Regions from separate parts of the Mus musculus genome. Here region 2 is linked to region 1. Evidence: chromatin contacts called from public HiChIP or PLAC-seq data. All regions are on one chromosome and are shown on one strand. The core of a region is the stretch at or near the end of the contact, and the rest is flanking DNA. Distances in the headings are between cores, read along the strand shown. Region 1 has its middle 25 kb from the start of Ptgis. Region 2 has its middle 22 kb from the start of Slc9a8.

Evidence for each region. HiChIP or PLAC-seq counts read pairs in DNA pulled down with a chosen protein or histone mark.
Region 2: an H3K27ac HiChIP or PLAC-seq map of embryonic stem cells shows a contact between it and region 1, with 5 read pairs. The contact joins two enhancer-like sites. A contact is called at or near these places in 1 of 15 datasets of contacts at CTCF or cohesin (large pre-B cells), 11 of 484 Hi-C or Micro-C datasets (the G1E-ER4 cell line, beige adipocytes, bone marrow-derived macrophages and 6 more), 2 of 115 datasets of contacts at active chromatin or transcription factors (both in embryonic stem cells) and 2 of 9 other capture datasets (adipose tissue and pancreatic islet).

The regions. Positions count from the first base shown.
Region 1 is chr2:167,264,526-167,267,615 of GRCm38.p6, reverse strand. No RefSeq gene overlaps it. Among named protein-coding and RNA genes, the nearest start is that of Ptgis, 25 kb to the right of the region's middle. Within about 2 kb of position 1,580, at least 7 of the 459 cell types and tissues checked have an H3K27ac peak or open chromatin away from gene starts, as enhancers often do. A contact at or near this core is called in embryonic stem cells, where this site is marked.
Region 2 is chr2:167,398,178-167,401,267 of GRCm38.p6, reverse strand. No RefSeq gene overlaps it. Among named protein-coding and RNA genes, the nearest start is that of Slc9a8, 22 kb to the left of the region's middle. Within about 2 kb of position 1,452, at least 42 of the 459 cell types and tissues checked have an H3K27ac peak or open chromatin away from gene starts, as enhancers often do. A contact at or near this core is called in embryonic stem cells, where this site is marked.

The DNA of each region.
Region 1 (3,090 bases), core at 331-2,830:
AAGAAGCATATATGCCACTTATATATGCCACTTCCTATACCCAAGCATTCATGCACTTGTGTCTATGGGAGCCATGCCTGTTCAAACCACCACACAGGGTTTCTCCGTGTAGCCCTGGCCATCTTGGAACTCACTCTGTTATTGTGGGAAATATTTTTTTTTAAGATTTATTTATTGATTATATGAAAGTACACTGTAGCTGTCTTCAGATACTCCAGAAGAGGGAGCCAGATCTCATTACGGATGGTTGTGAGCCACCATGTGGTTGCTGGGATTTGAACTCTGGACCTTCGGAAGAGCAGTCGGATGCTCTTACCCACTGAGCCATCTCACCAGCCCTGTGGGAAATATTTTAAAAATCCAACTGACACGGTCGGGAGCTTGTGCCGGTAACTCTCTGCCCTGGCGGCCTGGTTGGCTATGCACTGGCGGCAAAGGCCGACCTGTTTTTATTTTGTGGAGACTCTGACTCAGAACTCCGAAATCTCTTCACCCAGCTCACTAGGTTCCCACTGGTGGATTACTGCCACGCCAACCCTGTGCTTCAAATCCCCCACAGCCTTTGTGGTGCATCTCAGGCAAACCCTCGCTTTGCTACTTTCTCTCTTAAACCCAGATGAGCCACTGTGTGAAGGAAAACACAACACAAACTTAGTTCAGAAACAACGGTAAATTAATCGCTGGGTGCAACAACTAAAATCCTAATCTTGTAAGCCTTATTAAATCTAAATCCTCGGGCTCGCATGATGGCTCAGTGGGTAAGAGCACTGACTGCTCTTCCAAAGGTACTGAGTTCAAATCCCAGCAACCACATGGAGGCTCACAACCATCTGTAATGAGATCTGGCGCCCTCTTCTGGTGTGTCTAAAAGACAGCTACAGTGTACTTATGTATAATAATAAATAAATCTTTAAAAAAAAAAATCTAAATCCTCCAGTGGTGAATCCTGACAGATCTGCCATTGAAACTGGGAGACACTTGTAACTACATCTTGTCCTCTTGTCCTCACGCTATCCCTGTCCAAAAAGATCTAACTCTCTCCTGCTTCCTCCGTCCAACCTGGAAGTCCCTCTTACTCACCCAGTGAATGGCTCTGTATTCATTAGGGAGTTGGTTCACAAGAAATCACTTGAGTGACTCACTCCTTGTCTGTAGTACCTCCCAGGAGAACAAACTTAACATCAAAATACAAACAACAACAGGCCCACCCACAACACTCTGTAGAGGAGGCTAGCCTCTAACTTAGAGGTCTGCCTGCCTCTCCCTCCCAAGTGCGTGGTTAAAAGTGTGCTGCCGAGCCGGGCGTGGTGGCGCACGCCTTTAGTCCCAGCACTTGGGAGGCAGAGGCAGGCGGATTTCTGAATTCGAGGCCAGCCTGGTCTACAAAGTGAGTTCCAGGACAGCCAGGGCTATACAGAGAAACCCTGTCTCGAAAAACCAAAAAAAAAAAAAAAAAAAAAAAGTGCCACAACTGTCTGGCCCTTCTTTGTTCTTGATAGACTCTATTTCCTAAAGGAAGCATGCATTGCCTTCCTGTGGCCGCCCACTGAGATCTGTAGGGGTCACCAGAGGTCAGAGGAGGCAGGAAATGGCAGCTGGAGGGTACTTTCTCTGCGTCCACCACTCAGGGCAGTGCTCCTCAGAGCAGCTGTCACTCTGTCACTCGGAGCTTGATGACTCTGCTGTCACACCCACTTCCTTCAAGCCTCAGGTAGGCCCTTATACCAACTACCTGTATCATCTGTATAAATGAAATATTTTGGGTCTAGGACAACAGTCTCCCGGCAGGTTTTTTGAATCAACTGTGTGTTTTCTCCACCACCACCACCCCCTCTTAAAAAAAAAAAAAAAAAAAAAAGAAAATCAAAACAGAGAGACAGAAACGTATCATTTTGTTCCCAAATACCTTTAAGGAAACCAAAACATATTTTAGATTCCACTCCTCCCCCAGGACCTGACCGCACTGGCAGTGGGGTGGCTCTGGGTGGCATGAACACCAAGGGAGGAGACACACTGTTTTTGCGAGTTGGGGACATTTTCTACTGACCTCTGACCTTTGGCCTTTCCCCCTCCCCCTGGATTGTGGGTTCTGTCTCTCTGTCTCTAAGCCTCTCGCTGCCCACACAGGCAGGAAGGAGAGTCCCCCGTAAGTATTTAGCTTCTCCAGAAGACGCCATCTTAGTCCTGCCTGCTTCCCTCTGCATCCCATTCTCTAGGCAGCACCAGTGGAGTAATTGGTGAAGGTCTGATGGTGTTGTGCTGAGTTTGGCCCCTCCTGTAATCTGTCACTCAAAGCCACCCTCAGTGGGTCTCTGTCTGCCCTCACCAGCACACCTGTATATGCATTGACAGCTGCCTCTTATGACCAGACACTGTGCCACACCCTGATCCCCAGCCCTCCCACACATACAAGAGGTCTGCCACCGAAGAGACTTCGTCATAGCTGAGGTTAACATCCATTGCTGAGTGGACAGGAGCTCTGTGTGTGTGTGTGTGTGTGTGTGTGTGTGTCTAGGCTCCCAGCTGCTCCCCTGTATGAGGTAATGATGTATGTGTCTTCACAGCAGTAAAACCCTAAGACACCCTGAGGAGGAGGGGTCAGTGGGTGAATGCGCTCACCATGTGAACGTGGGGACCTAAGTTCAGATCCCAGAACCTTCGAAAAAGCTGGGTGTGGCAGCACACATCTATAACCTCAGTGGGGGTGGGTAGGCCTAACTAAAACAGCCAGCCCTGAGCAATGGCTGCCTTCACCTGCACCTGTGTGGGGATATTGTCAGATGTCTCCACTGAGGGAAGACCCTGAGCAATATCCGAGAGAGAGAGAGAGAGAGAGAGAGAGAGAGAGAGAGAGAGAGAGAGAGCGCCATGCTGGAAAGCAGCAGAACTGAGACTTGAAGCCAGGCTTGTCTGAGACCAAGTTGTTCTTAACTGGGATATCAGCAGCGACTCAGCTGACAGAAATGTTGAGTGCTTCAGAATTCCTTGGGAATCCCTTGGGCGAAGCGGTGCAAATGGCAGGTCCCAGACACATGTGCCAATCAGCTCTGACAATCCTGCTGCATTGCCTGATGCTGCTGGTGTGTGGAT
Region 2 (3,090 bases), core at 203-2,702, 130 kb before region 1:
GTGAGCCACCATATGGTTGCTGGGATTTGAACTCAGGACCTTCAGAAGAACAGTCAGCGCTCTTAACCACTGAGCCATTTCTCCAGCCGGGTGACGATGATTTTTGTGACAGGGTCTATGTAGTCCTGCCTATACTGGAGCTTGATATGTAAACCAGGCTGGTCTGGAACTCACAGAGATCTGCCTGCTTCCGCCTCCCCAGTGCTGGGATTAAAGGCGTGCACTACTATCATGTGTATGTGAATGTCCATAGGTAGGTATTCATGAGTGTCAGTACTGGAGGAGCCCAAACATGTCAGATTCCCCTGGACCTGGAGTCACAGATGGCTGTGAGCTGTCCAGTGTGGTGGGTGTTGGGAACTTGAGTTTGGTCTTCCACAGAGCAGTTAATCAGAGTTATCTCTCTAGCCCCACTAGGCAGATATATTTAAAAGTCGGCTTATACTTGGTGTCAGTTGGAAGAGTTTAGCTGTGAAGGGTCTAAGATGGAATTTGTTTGCAAGCGGTCTGTTTAGGAGACAACAATCCCCAGAAACTCAGCTGGAGAGCAAGCACGGAGGGCCATGGGAGGGGGAAAGCCTAGCTTGCCGACAGTCACTCAGCAGGCAGCTAGCCTGGGCTCCTGGGCTCATCACGATGGGGACTCTGAGACTTGGGGTAGTACGCCCCTCAGAATTGTCCACTTGAGAACAAGAGAGCCACCAGCTCCTGTCAATCATGGGTTAAGTGGTGCTCCCTGGGGAATGCTTCCCCCACTTTTCATACATGTCTTCTCAACACCTGTGGGGGACAAAACCCTTGAGCCAAGATCATAGGTGCTGGGATCTCCTGGGCCATCATGCATGAGGATGGTGGGGGATGGGGGATAGGCTGAGAACCAGCATCATCCCTGACACAGGCATGCACTGAGGAAGCAAGGAAGTCAGCATGTGGGGACGTGATGTGGCTTTGGGTGCAGATACTGCCTCCTGTGTTCCCAGGACTTGGTGTTTCATGAGCCATGGCCACCTTTGAGCTTTAGGCTTCCCTGGTTCATCTCAGCAGAAAGAAAGCCTTCCTGACCTGGCAAGGTGGCTCAGAGAGTAAAAAACGGATTGCTGCCAAGCCTGACAATCTGAGTTCGGTCCCTGGAGGGGAGAACTGCCTCCAACAAGTGGTCCTTTGGCTTTCACATATTGGTCATGGTGCTCAAGTGCCCCTTGGTATGCTACACACAAAATAAGCAAATTACATATGCATAAACATTTAAAAGAAACCAATGCCTTCCCAATAATTCTAGCAAAATCCTGGGGTTTGAAGCAGATGCGTTGGTGTGCACATGCAATCCCAGCATCTGGAAAGCTGAATCAGAAGGGTCACAAGTTCAAGGACAGCCTGGACTACATAGTGAGCCCTGTTCCCGGAAAACCAAACTACTCCTCTGCCTTCCAAATTCCAAAGGCTGACTCATCGGCTGCTCGGGACATGCGAGCATCTCTGGATCCACTCATCGCGGAGCAATGAGATTGGCTGGTCCACCAGCTTCATGCACTTAGCCTTCTTTGGACCCATGGCTCAAGCAAACCCCACAGGCCTCAGCATGGGCATGCAGAGGAAAGGGGCATCACAGATATCAGGGTGTTGTGAAGGAGTGGGGAGCTGACAGGACAGGTGAAAGCCACTGTTAGCAGGGTATGGTGACTGGGCGTGGTGGCGCACACCTTTAATCCCAGCACTTGGGAGGCAGTGGCAGGCAGATTTCTGAGTTTGAGGCCAGCCTGGTCTACAGTGTGAGTTCCAGGACAGCCAGGGCTGTACAGAGAAACCCTGTCTCAAACAAAACAAAACAAAACAAAACAAAGCAGGGTGTGGTGGCGCACACTGACATCCCTCAGGAGGGGGACTATCACTGAGGTGAAACACCATGACCAAAAGAAGTTGGGGAGGAAAGGGTTTATTTGGCTTCCACATCATAGTCCATCACTGGAGGATGTCAGAACAGGATCTCAAGCGGGGCAGAAACCTGGAAGCAGGAGCTGCTTACTGACTTGCTTCCCATGGCTTACTCTGTCTGCTTTCTCATAGACCCCAGGATCTCCAGCCCAGGGATGGCCCCTCCCACAATGGCTGGGCGCTTCCTCGTGGATCACCAATTAAGAAAACAACTCGCAGCTGGATCTTATGTAGGCCTCTTCTCAACTGAGGTCCCTCTAGCATGGTGTGTCACACTGACATAAAACTAGCCAGGACAGAGGCTTAGGCAAAATACTTTTTTTTCCAGCCCCCAAAATACTTTTTTTTGGGGGGGGGCAGTTTTGAGACAGGGTTTCTCTGGGTATCCCTGGCTGTCCTGGAACTCACTCTGTAGACCAGGCTGGCCTTGAACTCAGAAATCTGCCTGCCTCTGTCTCCCGAGTGCTGGGATTAAAGGCGTGTGCTACCATGCCCGGCTTTAAATGTAAATTAATACATGTGTATTTTAAAAAATATTGCTCAGTGGTATAGTGCTTTTTTAGCATGTTTAACAGCCCTAGGGGCAATCCCAGGAAGGAAGGAAGGAAGGAAGGAGGATATAATGGATCTACAGCAGGGACTGGCTGTATTTTCCTCTGTGCAGCCATAGGAAGTCTCTATTACATGCTCTTGTCTCTTCATAGTTTTTCTTCAAGCTTTGTTTTATTAGTTTGTTGTATTTTCAAGTCAGGGTTTCTCTGTGTAGCCCTGGCTGTCCTGGAACTTACCCTGTAGATCAGGCTGGCCTTGAACTCACAGAGATCCACCTGCCTCTGCCTTTGCCTCTAGAATGTTGGGACTAAAGGTGTGTGCTACCACTGCCTGGCTTTCTCCAAGCTTTTAAATTAAAAAGGCTTTTTAAAAACAACAACAACAACAACAGGATCTCATGTAGCCCAGGCTAGTCTTACATTTGCTATGTAGCTGGGGATAATTTTGAACCTCTGATCCTGCTTTGGTTCTCCAGCCAGTGCTGCAGGCTTGAGAACACACACACACATGCATACACACTACATACATACACACACACATATATACACAGACACATACACACACACATACACACATACACACACACATACATACTACATACATACA